2 separate regions of the Mus musculus genome follow, and region 1 is linked to region 2. The links are chromatin contacts, called in public Hi-C maps. All regions are on one chromosome and are shown on one strand. The core of a region is the stretch at or near the end of the contact, and the rest is flanking DNA. Distances in the headings are between cores, read along the strand shown.

The links. Hi-C and Micro-C count contacts between places; a contact is called where the count stands out from the background.
Region 1: a Hi-C map of cerebral cortex shows a contact between it and region 2, with 2.4 times the contacts expected there. The contact joins the enhancer-like site here to the promoter of Ncoa5 in region 2. A contact is called at or near these places in 7 of 484 Hi-C or Micro-C datasets (B cells, the N1E-115 cell line, cerebellar granule neurons and 4 more), 5 of 115 datasets of contacts at active chromatin or transcription factors (bone marrow-derived dendritic cells, embryonic forebrain, embryonic stem cells and 1 more) and 3 of 9 other capture datasets (adipose tissue, embryonic stem cells and pancreatic islet).

Annotation. Positions count from the first base shown.
Region 1 is chr2:165,071,718-165,078,329 of GRCm38.p6, reverse strand. No RefSeq gene overlaps it. Among named protein-coding and RNA genes, the nearest start is that of 1700025C18Rik, 16 kb to the left of the region's middle. Within about 2 kb of position 3,684, at least 22 of the 459 cell types and tissues checked have an H3K27ac peak or open chromatin away from gene starts, as enhancers often do. A contact at or near this core is called in the N1E-115 cell line, cerebellar granule neurons, cerebral cortex and 2 more, where this site is marked.
Region 2 is chr2:165,030,514-165,037,170 of GRCm38.p6, reverse strand. Ncoa5 (nuclear receptor coactivator 5) reads left to right here and starts at 2,392. Exons shown (of 8, transcript NM_144892.1): 1 at 2,392-2,488.

The sequences.
Region 1 (6,612 bases), core at 2,435-4,934, 40 kb before region 2:
ACAGCCAGCTCGTTTCAGGAGGAAACATACGTACGCACACAAACCCACAGGCAGACACACAGGCGGCCATCTAACCACTACGCACACACAGAATGCCAGCCCACTCACATTAACACCTGCTGGAGAAGCGATGACAGGCTCAATCCCAGAAGTGTAGCAGCATCAGAAGAATAGAGAGATTGGGTCTCTGCTAAATCTTGAAATGGTACACACCCACTTCTGCGGGACCTGGGGTCACTTGCTCAACCTCTCTGAACTGACCTGACTCTCCCAGGATAACCACACATAGTCAAAGGATGGCTGATAAGACTGATTGAGGTAATGTAGAAGATGCTTCTGGGGCAAACTGGCCTCTGGAGTCACAGTTACTGAACCAATCACACACAAAACCCCCTTACCCCCTCTCTAGTCTGTAACCCCCTCCCCAAGCCTGATTCATCTCTTTTCCATATCTGGGCAGTCCCTGGTGCCCTCCAAGCGCAGCTCAAAGGAATGTAGCCCAGAGCCCCTCAGGTTTGAGGTCCCACCTCCCCGACTCCCTGTGAGGTTGCTCTTTACAGTCCCAAGTCAGAGCAGAGTGGAGGTTATTGGGTGTGTGTTAGCTGAGAGCTTGGACCCCACGGGCCCATGTGTCAGAGCAGAGATCCCAACGGGGTGGTCAAGTCTTCACCCAGGACAATTCTAGGGCCAAGCTGCAGCTACCCAGAACTGAGCCCCCAGCTTGACCCTAGTGGGATGACCGCGTCCTCCAGATATTAGAGCTCTCCAGTATTGCAGACTTCTGGCCTTGAGTACAGAGCCTGCACTTGGCAGCCATGGGGACCAGAGAGGCATCTTCCTAGTCAACTGGCTCTCCTGGTACCAACAGCACCTCTGCCCCACTCACTCCCCCTCAGTTCCACACACTTAGCCCACGCCCAGCCCAGGCTCCATCCACTCACACAGTAACGCTGTCCTGCGATCCTCCATACCGGCATCCCTTCCCCTCCAGACCCCTGAAATCCTACTCAAGGCAGAACCCAGAAGAGGCGTCTCTGCCTTCCTGCCTGCCTTCATCACTCCTGCCCTAATTAGTATTCCGAGGAGAGGCCTCTCTGCAGGCCCCAGGATTTGTTTGCCAGCCGGCCAGTTCCCTGTCTCCCCAGTTCGGAGTGAGTAATTCCGTCCCTCCCAGGCCCATTTAAGGGAGTGAATAATTAGTTACATTCAATTAGGCCTCTTGCTGCTACAGTGGCTCCTGCCTGCCTCACTTGGGGGGACAGGCTAGCTAATGAGACGCGCACACGTCTGACACAGGGGAGCGGGTGTTAAACACAGACGACCCCCTCAGCCCTCGGCGGGGTGCAGAGAGCTCAAAGAGAACAACCGGGGCCAGAGAAGTCAAGGATGGAGGCAGGAAAGTAGTAGAGGGAGTGGATGGAAAGAAAATGGATGATGGAGAGAGAGAGAGAGAGAGAGAGAGAGAGCCTCAGGAAGATCCAGAGGAAGACCAGAAGAGAGTATGCTTCTAGTCCAGCAATATCAGGGCTCCCTAACTAGTCAGGAGCCTGCCATACAAATGGAATCTGGAGCGATTAAAACCATGTTGTGGCTCTATATATTTATTGGCACGGAGAGACATCTGGTGTATCCCGCTAAGCAAAGAAAGCTGCTTACAAAACAGTGCATGTAATAATATCTCAAGTTTAAAAACTATTTGTGGCACACAGAAAGCAATTCTGAAAGGACCGTACCTTATGATTGGCAGGATGGTGGGAGGCGCACAGGTGGCCTTGTTTTCCTGGCCCTGTGCATCGCTCCGATGGGGGTGTGATTCTGGAGTATGGCTTTTATAATTAGCCAAAACAATAACACTTGTTTGAGAGAGAACCCGGGTGTGGTGAAGGGGCTGGAGATGAAGGAGGTGGGCAGGAAGTGGGAAGGATGGATTGAGGGCCAGACAGTCCCTGAAGGAAGTGGGAGGGAGGCCTGGTGTGAGGAGGAGGCAGGGGCTAGCTGGACAGACGGACAGACCCAGATCGACACATCCGCAGGGCAAGAGACAGAAGGCCTGGTGCTGAAGAGGAAGCACAGACCCAGCCCACTGCCCCTGGGGCAACACCTGCTGGGTTGCCAGCAGGTGATCTTTCTAGAATTCTTATTTTACCACACGACTAGTTTCAGAAAAGCCTCCTTCAGGAAGGACCTCCCCACCCCAAACTGCAGCACGATTCCCCACCCCCTTTTTAAATTAAAACTGCATCTCCCCACCCCGGCGGGTGGGTTTGTAATTTTCTATGCCCGGCTGACTCCAGGGGAGAGCAATCCTCCTCCGGGGCACAGCCTTTAATAACTTCTGCTGCCCAAGGAACCTACTGCAAGCCTGAGTCTGCGAGAGGGCATCTGTGTGCGCACACCTGGAGAAGGGCCACCTCAGGCTACGTTGTACCTAGTAGGGCTGCCCAAAAGCAGTGTCCAAGTCTTGGGTTGCAGTGCCTTGGGCCCAGGTCATTGTGTAACAACTTCAGCCAAAGCCCCTAGGGCTTCATCCAACCTCCTGAATGGCAGAGGATGAAGACGGTGTGCTTAGAACACGCTACCTGACCTGCTCATGTTCCTGTCAGGACTATATATATATATATATATATATAGTGTGTGTGTGTGTGTGTGTGTGTGTGCGCGCGCCAAGCAAAGGATTGAATACATTGAGATTCCCTGTCTTTCCATCCTAAACCCTCCATATTAACAAGACCTTCAAACTATAAAATTAGCTGCATTTGCGTGTTGGGAAACAACGCAGAACCCTCTCATTCCCCCCTGAGAAGCACCTTTAAGAGCCAATAGACTTTGCCCCAGGGAAGGGATCTTGGCCCAGGTGGCCTCATCTTTTCTAGTCTCCAGACCTACATCCTCGACCGCTTAGTTGCCCAGCTCAGACCCCCGTTTGTCCCAGTCTTGATGGGAACGAACTTAGATCTAGATCTCAGCTCTAATCCGAACAAGTTGTTTGGCCTCTAAGCCCCATCTGTGAAATGGGTGCAGTACGATCCCACACCTCAGATGAGTGTTCAGACTGAGACTGCCTGTTAAGTTCTAATCAGAACTGAGGAGTGAGGAAGGCAGGAGGACAGGCCTCATTTCCAAAGCATGGGCCCTGTGCAGAGCCAGCTCAAAGCAGAGCTATCATCACCTAGGACTGTCAAGCAGCCAGCAAGGACTTTAGAGTGTTACCTTGCTGCCACCTGCTGGCCACTATCAGCATCACAGGCACCCCTCCATCTCTGCCACCCCAACACCTGCTGGTCCTCCCTTTAACATTCAGGCTGGACAGGAAGGATCCTTAGAAAACCAGTCATTCATTCATCAGGGATGTGTGGCAGAAGCCCATACTGTAGGGAACTCCCGGCATCACAGACAGCTCATGTTAAGCTGCTGTAGAACCAGAGCATGCCCACCTCTTCCCTCTGGGAGGGATGCTAAAAGATACAAAAGTTACTTTGCTATGCTTGGCTCTGCAGACTTTCGGAAGAAACTTCCAGAAGCCGACCAGAGACATGAATGGAAGCAGACAGTGAGTCAGGGAGTTGAGCCAGGGAACACGTTGAACCGAGAAAGTGACAGACAAAAAGCAGCAGGACCATGCGCAGGCTGTGGGCGTGTGAGGTTACATCACTCTAGGGAAACGGGGTGTGGTCACCCCTCAGGGATAGGAGGCAGCTCAGCTGACATAGTGTTTGCCTGACATGCATAAAGCCTCAGGTTTAGTCCCTTGAACTGCACTGAACTGTTTCTGGTGGCTCATGCTGATAACCCCAGCACTGGAGGGTCAGCTTGCCCTCCTCTGCCGTGTGGTGAGTTTCAGGCCAGCCTGGCGTGCATAAGACACTATCTCAATTAGCTGGACTGATAGTGTGTGCTCCTGGGCACTCACTCTCCTAGCTGTTCCCAGCCTGGCCTGCAGCCACCACAGCCACAAAAGTATCCAGGATGGGGGAAGCCCCAACCATTAATCCCAAAGCCAACAGGAAACCCACTGCTTACACAGCAATGTGAGCCAAGGGCAACTGTACTCAGAGTGTGTTCTCTGATCCTGCAGTATCAGGACCACCTGGGGAACTTGCTGGAAATGCAAATTCTTGGTCCTGGTCCCAGATCTGAGCCAGAAACATGGGAGGTGCGGCCCAGCAATCTGTCTCTCGGCAACCCTCACAGTTGGTCACTTTGTTCCTTCAAATCCAAGAACCTGTAACCTGGAGGAGAGTCTGGAAGCCACCACCGCCACCAGCACCTGCCGCGAGGGTGTGACAGCTGCCCTCTAACAGAGGCAAAGGTGGCAGTGACTGGCCCAAGATCACTCAGGTAACAGGTGGGAGATGAGTCTTTTGCCTCTATCCAACACACATGCATGTGTACGCGCACGCGCGCGCGCGCGCGCGCACACACACACACACACACACACACACACACACACACACCCTGCCATGGAAGTTAGCGCCACCAACATTTGGGCTCTAGGCAGGGGATGAGTATTAGACCCTAAAGTTCTCCTCCCCCTCTGTCATACTTCCCTCTGCTTTCTAAACTGAAGCTTCCACCTGGTGCCACCAAATGGCCCTGGAAGCTCTTCTGGGAAGACTGCCAAAGCCAGGTGTCCTTCTCTTGGCTTTCAGCTGCACCCTCGTCCCTCAGCATCCCCGGCTTCCATCAGGACCAGCCACTGCCAGCTCCACCCTCTAAGCAGTGGGATCCAAACATCCTGAGACCCACGGGTTAAACCTCAGTAGGAGTCTTGCGGGAACCCTCTTTCAGGCACGTCTCCTCCTTCCCCTCCTTGTCCCCCGGCCTTCCTTCCCTCCCCTCTGCTCCCACTCCATCTGCCGCTCCTCCTGGCTAGGCTCCCCTACAGTTGGCACAGCAGGAAAAGAGAACAGGATGGTCTATTTTTATCCCGAGATGTTGTCGTGGGGCAGGAGAGGGACCCAGGATCTCCCTGAAAGCTGTCGCCCACCATGCCTAGGTTCTGGAAAGCAGAGAGCCAGATCTTGGAGCAGCTTGGAGATGAGAGTTCATGGGCCACTGCACAGCCCTGTGTCACCGATGGCAAGTCACTCCACCTCTTTTTACCCATTTGCACCCCTGCAAAACAGCGAGGCACACCGACCCTGCCTGCCCTGCAAGGCTGCTTCTGTGTACCTGAAGCCTTGCAAGCTTGCTGCTGGTTGTGAGCACACAGGCAAAACTCCCTGGAGACACAGCAGTCTGGGGACACTCTTACTTAAGCTCAGAAAAGATCCTAATTCTTTCAACCTAACAGCAAACCCAGCATGTCCACCCTTCATCTCCTTTGTACATGTTTGATGGTTTTTTAAAATTACATAATCATTATATGAATCTTCTGTTCTCTTGGAAAAATAATGAAGCATTATTGGAAACACAACACTCCCACCCACCCACTTCAGACCACACCATTCTTTTTTTAAAAAAGATAGTTCGTTTATATTATGTGTACAAGTGTTCCACCTGTGTGGACAGTGCACACATGATACACATATGCCCTGTGTGAGGGCTGGAAACTAAACCCAGAGCCTTCGCAGGAGCTGCTGCTCCTAGCCCTGACCCATCTCGCTAGACCACTGTCAAAGTTGGGATTTTCAATGCTTTGTTTTACCCACACAGGCATTCATGGTATCTTAGCTTTCCTTCCATATCTATACATACTGTATTCAAATATAATATGCAGCCTGCTTACATACTGTCATATCGTATATAAAAACTGTTTGAAGGATGTGTGGCTTTGTGTGTATGGTTCGGGTTGTTGGGAGAAGTTGTTGCTCTTTAATGTTTGTTTTTGAGACAGTATCATTGTGATGGTTTGTAAATGCTAGGCCCAGGGAGTGGCACTATTAGGATGTGTGGCCTTGTTGGAGTAGGTGTGTCACTGTGGGTGTGGGCTTTAAGACCCTCACCCTAGCTGTCTGGAAGTCAGCTTCAGCCTAGCAGCCTTCAGATGAAGATATAGAACTCTCAGGTCCTCCTGCACCATGCCTGCCTGGATGCTGCCATGTTCCTGCCTTGAGGATAATGGACTGAACCTCTGAACCTGTAAGCCAGCCCCAATTAAATGTTGTCCTTTTAAGAGTTGCCTTGCTCATGGTGTCTGTTTACAGCAATAAAACCCCAACTAAGACAATCATGTAGCCCAGGCTGACCTTGAGTTAACTATATATCCAAGGCTAGCCTTGAACTCCTAGTCCTCTTCCTCCTGAGTGCTAGGGTTACAGGCATGCACCACTGTTGAGGTTTGATCTTGCTCTGTATTGTAATGGGTTTGTGGCCCCAAGACCTGGAGTCTGTACTGTAGACAACCCCCCCAAGTGACCCCAAGTTATTTCTGATTGGTAAATAAAGATGCCAGCAGCCAATAGCTAGACAGAAGAGACATAGGTGGGGCTTAGTATTCCTGGGCTTGGCGTTAGAAGAGAACCAAGAGAGAGAAGAGGTGAATGGAGGAAAGAGAAGCCACCATGGATTAGGAGAGTTTAAGAGAACATGGACCTGGGGCTGGCCAATAGGAGATAAGAGCAGCCCCGATGAAACATAGTAAGTAGTAAGTAATAACTGGGGGTTATCAAT
Region 2 (6,657 bases), core at 1,143-3,642:
CCCCACGCTCCAGTCCATACCTTCATTTAACAACTGTGGTGGCTTGAAAGAAAACGGCCCCCTTGGGTTCATACAAAGTGGCACTGTTAGGAGGTGTGTCCCTTTCTCCTCCTGCTTGCCTACCCAATCCACATTAGAACTCTCAGCGACCCCTTCAGCACTATGTCTGCCTATGTGCTGTCATGCTTCCTGCCATGATGAGAATGGACCAAACCTCTGAAATGTAAGCCAGCCCCAATGAAATGTTTTTTAGTAAGAATTGCTGTGGTCATGATGTCTGTTCACAGCAACAGAAACCATAATGGAGACAATAAACTAGTTGACATGATTCCTAATTTTTTAAATTGAGAATGTATTTTAAGTATTTATTTTTATTTTCTGTGTATGAGAATATTGCCTAAATATTATGTCAGTGTACCACGTTCATAGGCAATGTTTGCATAGGCAAGAAGCCTGCAAAGGATAGTCTGAAACTGAAGTTAAAGACAGTTGTGAGCTAACAGCCTAGGTTCTCTGCAGGAACAGCAACTGCTCCTAACTGCTGGGCCATCTCTGCAGCCCATACCTTAGGACCTATTTTACAGAAAAAAGGGTAAGTGTCTGTGGATTTTTTTTTTTTTCCGAGATGGGGTTTCTCTGTGTAGCTCTGGCTGTCCTGGAACTCACTCTGTCGACCAGGCTGGCTTCGAACTCAGAAATCCACCTGCCTCTGCCTCCTGAGTGCTGGGATTAAAGGCGTGCGCCACCACTGCCCGGCAATCTCATACATTCTTATAATCATTTTTTACAACCGTTTCGCCTGTGTGTAAAGTTAGTTTCTAGTTACAGCCCAAGAATGACTTCTTCCCACCAGCACGCATCTCAGTGTGCAGCTACACACTCTAGTGCAATTTCTTCTTAGTTTGAGCTCTATCTTTCTGCTAGCCTCTACTCTCCAAGAGGACAGAAGGTGCTAAGATGTGCTAAGATGGTGCCTAGCACGTAGATACATATCAAGTCACAGTGTCTTTTAAGCAATTATTTTATAATTAAAAAGTTTTGAGGCAGGGTCTCCCTTGCTGGCCTGCAATTCCTTATTTATAGGCTGGCCTTGACTGCACAGTGGTCTGTCTGCCTGCTTCTGTCTCCCGAGTGTTGTTATTAAATATGTATAGTGATACCGGGCGTCGTGGCACACGCCTTTAATCCCAGCACTTGGGAGGCAGAGGCAGGCGAATTTCTGAGTTCGAGGCCAGCCTGGTCTACAGAGTGAGTTCCCAAGGCTACACAGAGAAACCCTGTCTCGAAATACAAACAAATATATATATATATATACAGTGACATACCAGATGGCTTTTGTGTTTTAATGCGTGCGTGTGTGTGTGTGTGTGTGTGTGTCTGTGTCTGTGTGTGTGTGTGTGTGTGTGTACATGGGGTTGAACTCAGGTCATCAGACTAGGCAGCACACACTTTTGTCCCCAGAATCACCTTACCAGCCACGCTTTGAGGTCTTTGTAGCAAATGTACAAGAAACAGTGAGTCAACTAGCAGAATGAATATAGGATCCGATGTTTAAAGAAACTGGGCTTCTCACAGTGTTCAAATCCCACAGTCACCAGTTTAGTTGGCCTGTATTGTTCAGGAGGAAGACGAGGCCCTACGGCATTTGAGGCACGAGGCGATTCATGTAGCCGGAGCTTTGATTCATGGAGAGCATTTACAACTGTAAATTCCAGTCCCTGTGACAAACTCTAGATTAAAAGGGGGGAGGGGGGACCCACACCTTTTTTACATGCTTCGTGGTCGACAGTAACGTTGAAGTCAATTTTTGACCTTGAATATTTCTCAAAGAAATATCTCAAGAAAAAAACCGTAATATATCTCCAGGAGCCTCTTGGCTCCTAGAGACAGCTAGGCAACTAATAGGATCCACAATGTATTTAAATGCAAATTTAAACCCAGCTTTTTCTTCACCTCTCTGCTCTCTTTGTTCCTTGTGATCAGGTTTGGGCACTGCACATTTTCCATCTACAAATGCTTGGCCTTTCGGGGCTTTAAGTTTTACAGGGATGAAAGTACTGGGGGACTTGTTCTTGTTACACAGTTATGGATGAGGAAAGGGGATCTGGAAAAGGGAAAAGCCAGACAGCAGTCCTGCGCGGGGCGCAGGCGTGGAGCGGGTCCTCCACTGAGACCCCGTTACTAGGCAACCGCTGGCGTTCTCAACCGCCGCCCCAGAACCACCGCCTCGCCCCCGTCGCCAAGGAGATGGACGCCTCAGCTCAGCCCTGCCGTAAACCCGCAGGCTCTTTACGACACTGCCGCGGCCGCCGCTGCGTGCGCGCCCTCTGCCCCTACCTCCACACTCCGCCCCGGCCGCCATTGCCTCGTGCCCGCGCTAGTCGGTTGGTGGCGCCTTTGTCCTACGGCGGGCAGGTGGGCAGAGGCCGAGGCGGCAGCGGCGGGCCTGAGGCGGAGGAGCGGCGGGGAGGCGGCCACGCCGGTAGCGGTGAGTGCCGGGGAGCGGTGGCCGTCCGCCGAGGCGTAGTACTGATGGGCAGGCGGTTGGGGGGGCGACGGGGACGCTGAGGCGGGAGGGCCCGTTCGACGCGCGGCCTGCTCTCCGGGCACGCGCGAGGCTGCGCATGCCCCGGAGCGGGGCGCGGCTGCCTCCGGCTCCGGTCCGGTCCGGTCCGGTCCGGCCCAGACCCGAGTCTGGCGGACCCAAGTAGGCGAGCGAGCGACTGACCGTGCGCTGAGGTGGGCACCGCGGCCCGTTTCGGTCGCAAGCTGCTGAGGCTTCTTTGTAGGATCGAGCACGCCCTGCACTCGAGAGTCTGTGAAGTCGCTCGCCCGGGGCTTTGGTGGGCGAGGGGAGCTCTTGTGAGTCAGTGGCACTGGAGGGCTTCGAACCCGGGTCCAGGATACCGGTCTCGGCGGCGGTGTCCAGGCGCCAAGCAGCCTAGGGAGCGCTGTCGCCCTGGGCGTATTCTCGAGATGTCAACTTGTGTGACAGCTCGCCCATTCTATGGACGTGGACCCTAGGCCCGGAGAACCGGGCGAGAGAAATTGTGCCGGAGGTTCGTACGGACACGGCGCCGGAACCTACTGGCTTCCCAGGGCCCTTCCCGCACCCCGGTAGCGGGTCAGGGGCTTTGCTTAGGACCACGTCTCCCCAGCTTCCGTCCCTCGCGCTGCACCTTTACAAGTCCGCCTACATCTGTACTAGATACCAAATGTTAAATGTTTTTCTTTAAACTGACTCTGACCCTCCCTCCTTAAATGCATTTGTTTAAGGCGGAAATTTTGAACCCCAAACGGTATAATGGAAAGCCAGTTATTTCTCTAACGCTCATAAAAAAAATAAATACCTGTCTATTAAAATAAACACTTGTGTCCTTGTTCCTCCTGAAGTTGTGCGCTCCAGGCTTTGGGAACCGCTGCCCTTGGAGTACGGGGTTAATTGTCATGTTATGTCTTTCACTGTATATGGAATTTTTCCCCCTGCGGCATTCCAGCTCCCATTGCAATGTCCCGGGGTGTCCCGGGATCTTCAGGGTGATGATAAATATTCTGAGCTTTCTCATTGTAAAAGGTTGTCCTTTAGAAGCGCTAATCTCAGGAGCTGCAAGAACCATCCCTCAGATGTACTGGGTGTGTTTCCTCGCTTTCTTACAGTATTGTGGTGTGGTAGCCACCTTGAAAGTTCATGAAAGGATGCTTCTGCAAACCCTGATGTGGCTTTTGACCACAGAACACTTAAACTTGTATCTGTCTGAGTGTGAAAAAGCAACTTTGTATCAACATTTTGGAACAAGGCTCTAGTTTTGCCTTGTGGGGATTGGAGACCACTTGACTGATGGTTAGCGTGCATGCCTGCCTTCCTTTTGGTTTGTCTCTTCCATTTAGCTCGTCTTTCCTCTTTCATATATTTTTTGAGCCCCTAGACATGCATTAGTCTCTACCGAAACATAGGAGACTGCTTCTCCTTGTATAATGTGCTAGCAAAACAACCACATTGCAAGACTAAATGGAAGGTATTTTTCTAGATATCAGCAGTTTCATGTCCCATTAGCTATCTGATCATAAATTCAGTTTTTAAAAAGTGTGAGAGCAGATTTACTTTATTTTCTGAAAGGAAATTCAGAAAAGCCAACTTGGACCATTCCAGATACCCCAGCACCAAGGGCTGTATGACAAGAAGTCTGTATTTTGGGGGGCTGACCTCAGGTTGAGCACAGAATAGAACTAAACATAAGATCATCCATTGGTCCCAAACTTCTCAGGAGCAATAATGTACAAAGAAGCAAGGGAAATTTGATTTGACTTGGAAGTCCCATTTCCGAACATCAGCAAGTGGAGCCTCATCTACCAGTGCCCCAAGCTAAATAAACAATGCTTTGCTCTGAAACTTTATTGTAAATAACTATTCCAGGCATTCCATGCCTGCGGCCTGCAGATGGCAGTGCCTTTAAAAGCTTCCTGCACTGTGAGAACTGAATTCACCTGTGCATTTAAGAATGGAAAACCTTTTACAAAAAGGAAACCTTTGGAATGTGCCCTTCAGTTTTCTTCAGGTTTTGACTCCCCACGTGACAAATGTTGTCTCTGTTTCTAAACTCACCATTGGTGCTTAGTTGCAAAGGGAATCCTCAGCTAGCAGTGCACATGGTAAATACTACTCTTTTGTTCTCTAAGTTGGTTTGTAAGATGGGTGCATTGGTGGTGTTATATGTGTTACAAAGTTTTGTGCATATACAGAAATGAGAGCTCAGTAAAATTGAAAATTTCTTGCCCAAGAACACGTTCAAGATATTGTTGGAGATGAAAGATTTCAAAAGAAAAAGTAGCTATGTTGTATAGTATCCACAGTACAGGAGTTCTGAGGCTTCTTTGTATGCTAACCTCATGCAAGTATGTCGCAGAGATGACAGCAATCTCATTATGACTTTCCCTTTGTCTTCCCATGAACTCTTCCAGTTCAATGTTCCCCCAAAGAAGAATTCTTTCTACTCTATTGCTTCCTGTGTTTTATGAATGATTAGTCTTTGAGGCTAATACTTTTAAAGCTCTCTTTAAAAGTATTTTTAACAAATGTTTTGTGTGTGTGTGTGTGTTAAAAGATTTGTTCTATGAACAGCATATACTGTTGGCTAGACTATTCTGCTTAAACAGAGTTTAAACTGTCAGATAGCTAAAAGAGCAGTGCCCAATGGGAGATGATCCTCTGTTACTCTCACTGATAGACATTTTAATGAAAGGTAAGGGTAATAAGGCAGTAAGTACCAGGGTTCCAATAGCCTGTTTATTCCTTCAGCTTATGCAGTATAACATACAGTTAGGCCCTTTATTTGGAAGTCTCCCTAAATCCTGTTCAGCTAGAAATAACCCACAAACATTAACTGTCAGAAAGAAAATGATGTGACAGTAGCTAAAACATGGAAACACACAATCCCTGAAAACTGTAAAGTGTAATCACACTGTGACTTCCATAAGAAATAGGACCATCAGCACAGATTTCCAGAGGCCTAAGTTAGTTAACTACATAGTTATGGGCTCTCTGGTCCACATCCTAGACGATCTGATGGCTTTCCTTTAATATACTGTTGTGGGTCATCCAGATGCTGTTTGTATTCTGATGTTAATTCTGCTTCCCCAAGGGGTTGCCTCTGAGAGCAGCCCATCAAGTGATCTCCTGTGAGCCTTCTCTCCATTTGAACTGGTCAGTAAACACCTGTGATTGGGCAGGTAGAAGAGGATGAGAGGGAAAGGAGAGGGGACTGAAGAAGAAGAGGAGGAGGAGGAGGAGGAGGAGGAAGAAGCCATGATGGACCAGAACCACTTGGCCAGGAGAAACTGCAAGTAGCAAAGTGTCTTATAGCTGGGGAATAAGTTAGGCTAGTATTAGATCTGCCCAATCTAGGCTTATAGCATATAATTATAATAATTGGATTGTGTGTTTTTATATGGGCTTATTGGAGTTGGAAATTCCAGCAACAAACTGAGTTTATTGTTTTTGAAGCATGTTATCCAGCTCTCTGGCAATGAAGTGCAGACTGCTAACTCTCCAAGCCATAGCTAGGAGTTATTGCTTTGTTACTGGGGTCCTCTTTGAAGCATTTTGTTCTACTATCTAAATGCAACTTTTGGGAAAAAATTAAAATGGCCACATATCTACTTTCACATCCACACTGATAAATCAAAGTGGAGTAAATCTGAAGTTATCAAACAGACATTGGGATCTTTGTAGACATTCCTTGTTAGGAAAAGGCATTTTTCTGAATGTAAAGAGTTAGTTATCAAAAGGTCCACAGGCATTCTAAATATTTCATATTCTCTCTAGTTTAGACTATACTACAACTTAGTCAAAAAGCCAAGGAGAATCTAGTTTAAACTACTAAGCTGATGCCATTTTTTTGTTTCGGCTTTTCAAAACAGGATTTCTCTGTGTAGCCCTGGCTGTTCTGGAACTGACCCTGTATGCCAGGCTGGCCTTGAACTCACCAAGATCCTCCTGCTTCTGCCTCTGAAGTTCCATGATTAAGGGTGTGGGCCACCACTGCTAAATCATTTTTATAATTAAGAGCTTTTGGAGGCAAGTACAAGCATAAACCAGCAGTTGTCACTATCAGTTAGTGATCCTGGCTGTGACTAGGTTTCTTTCTGACAGGTGATGTT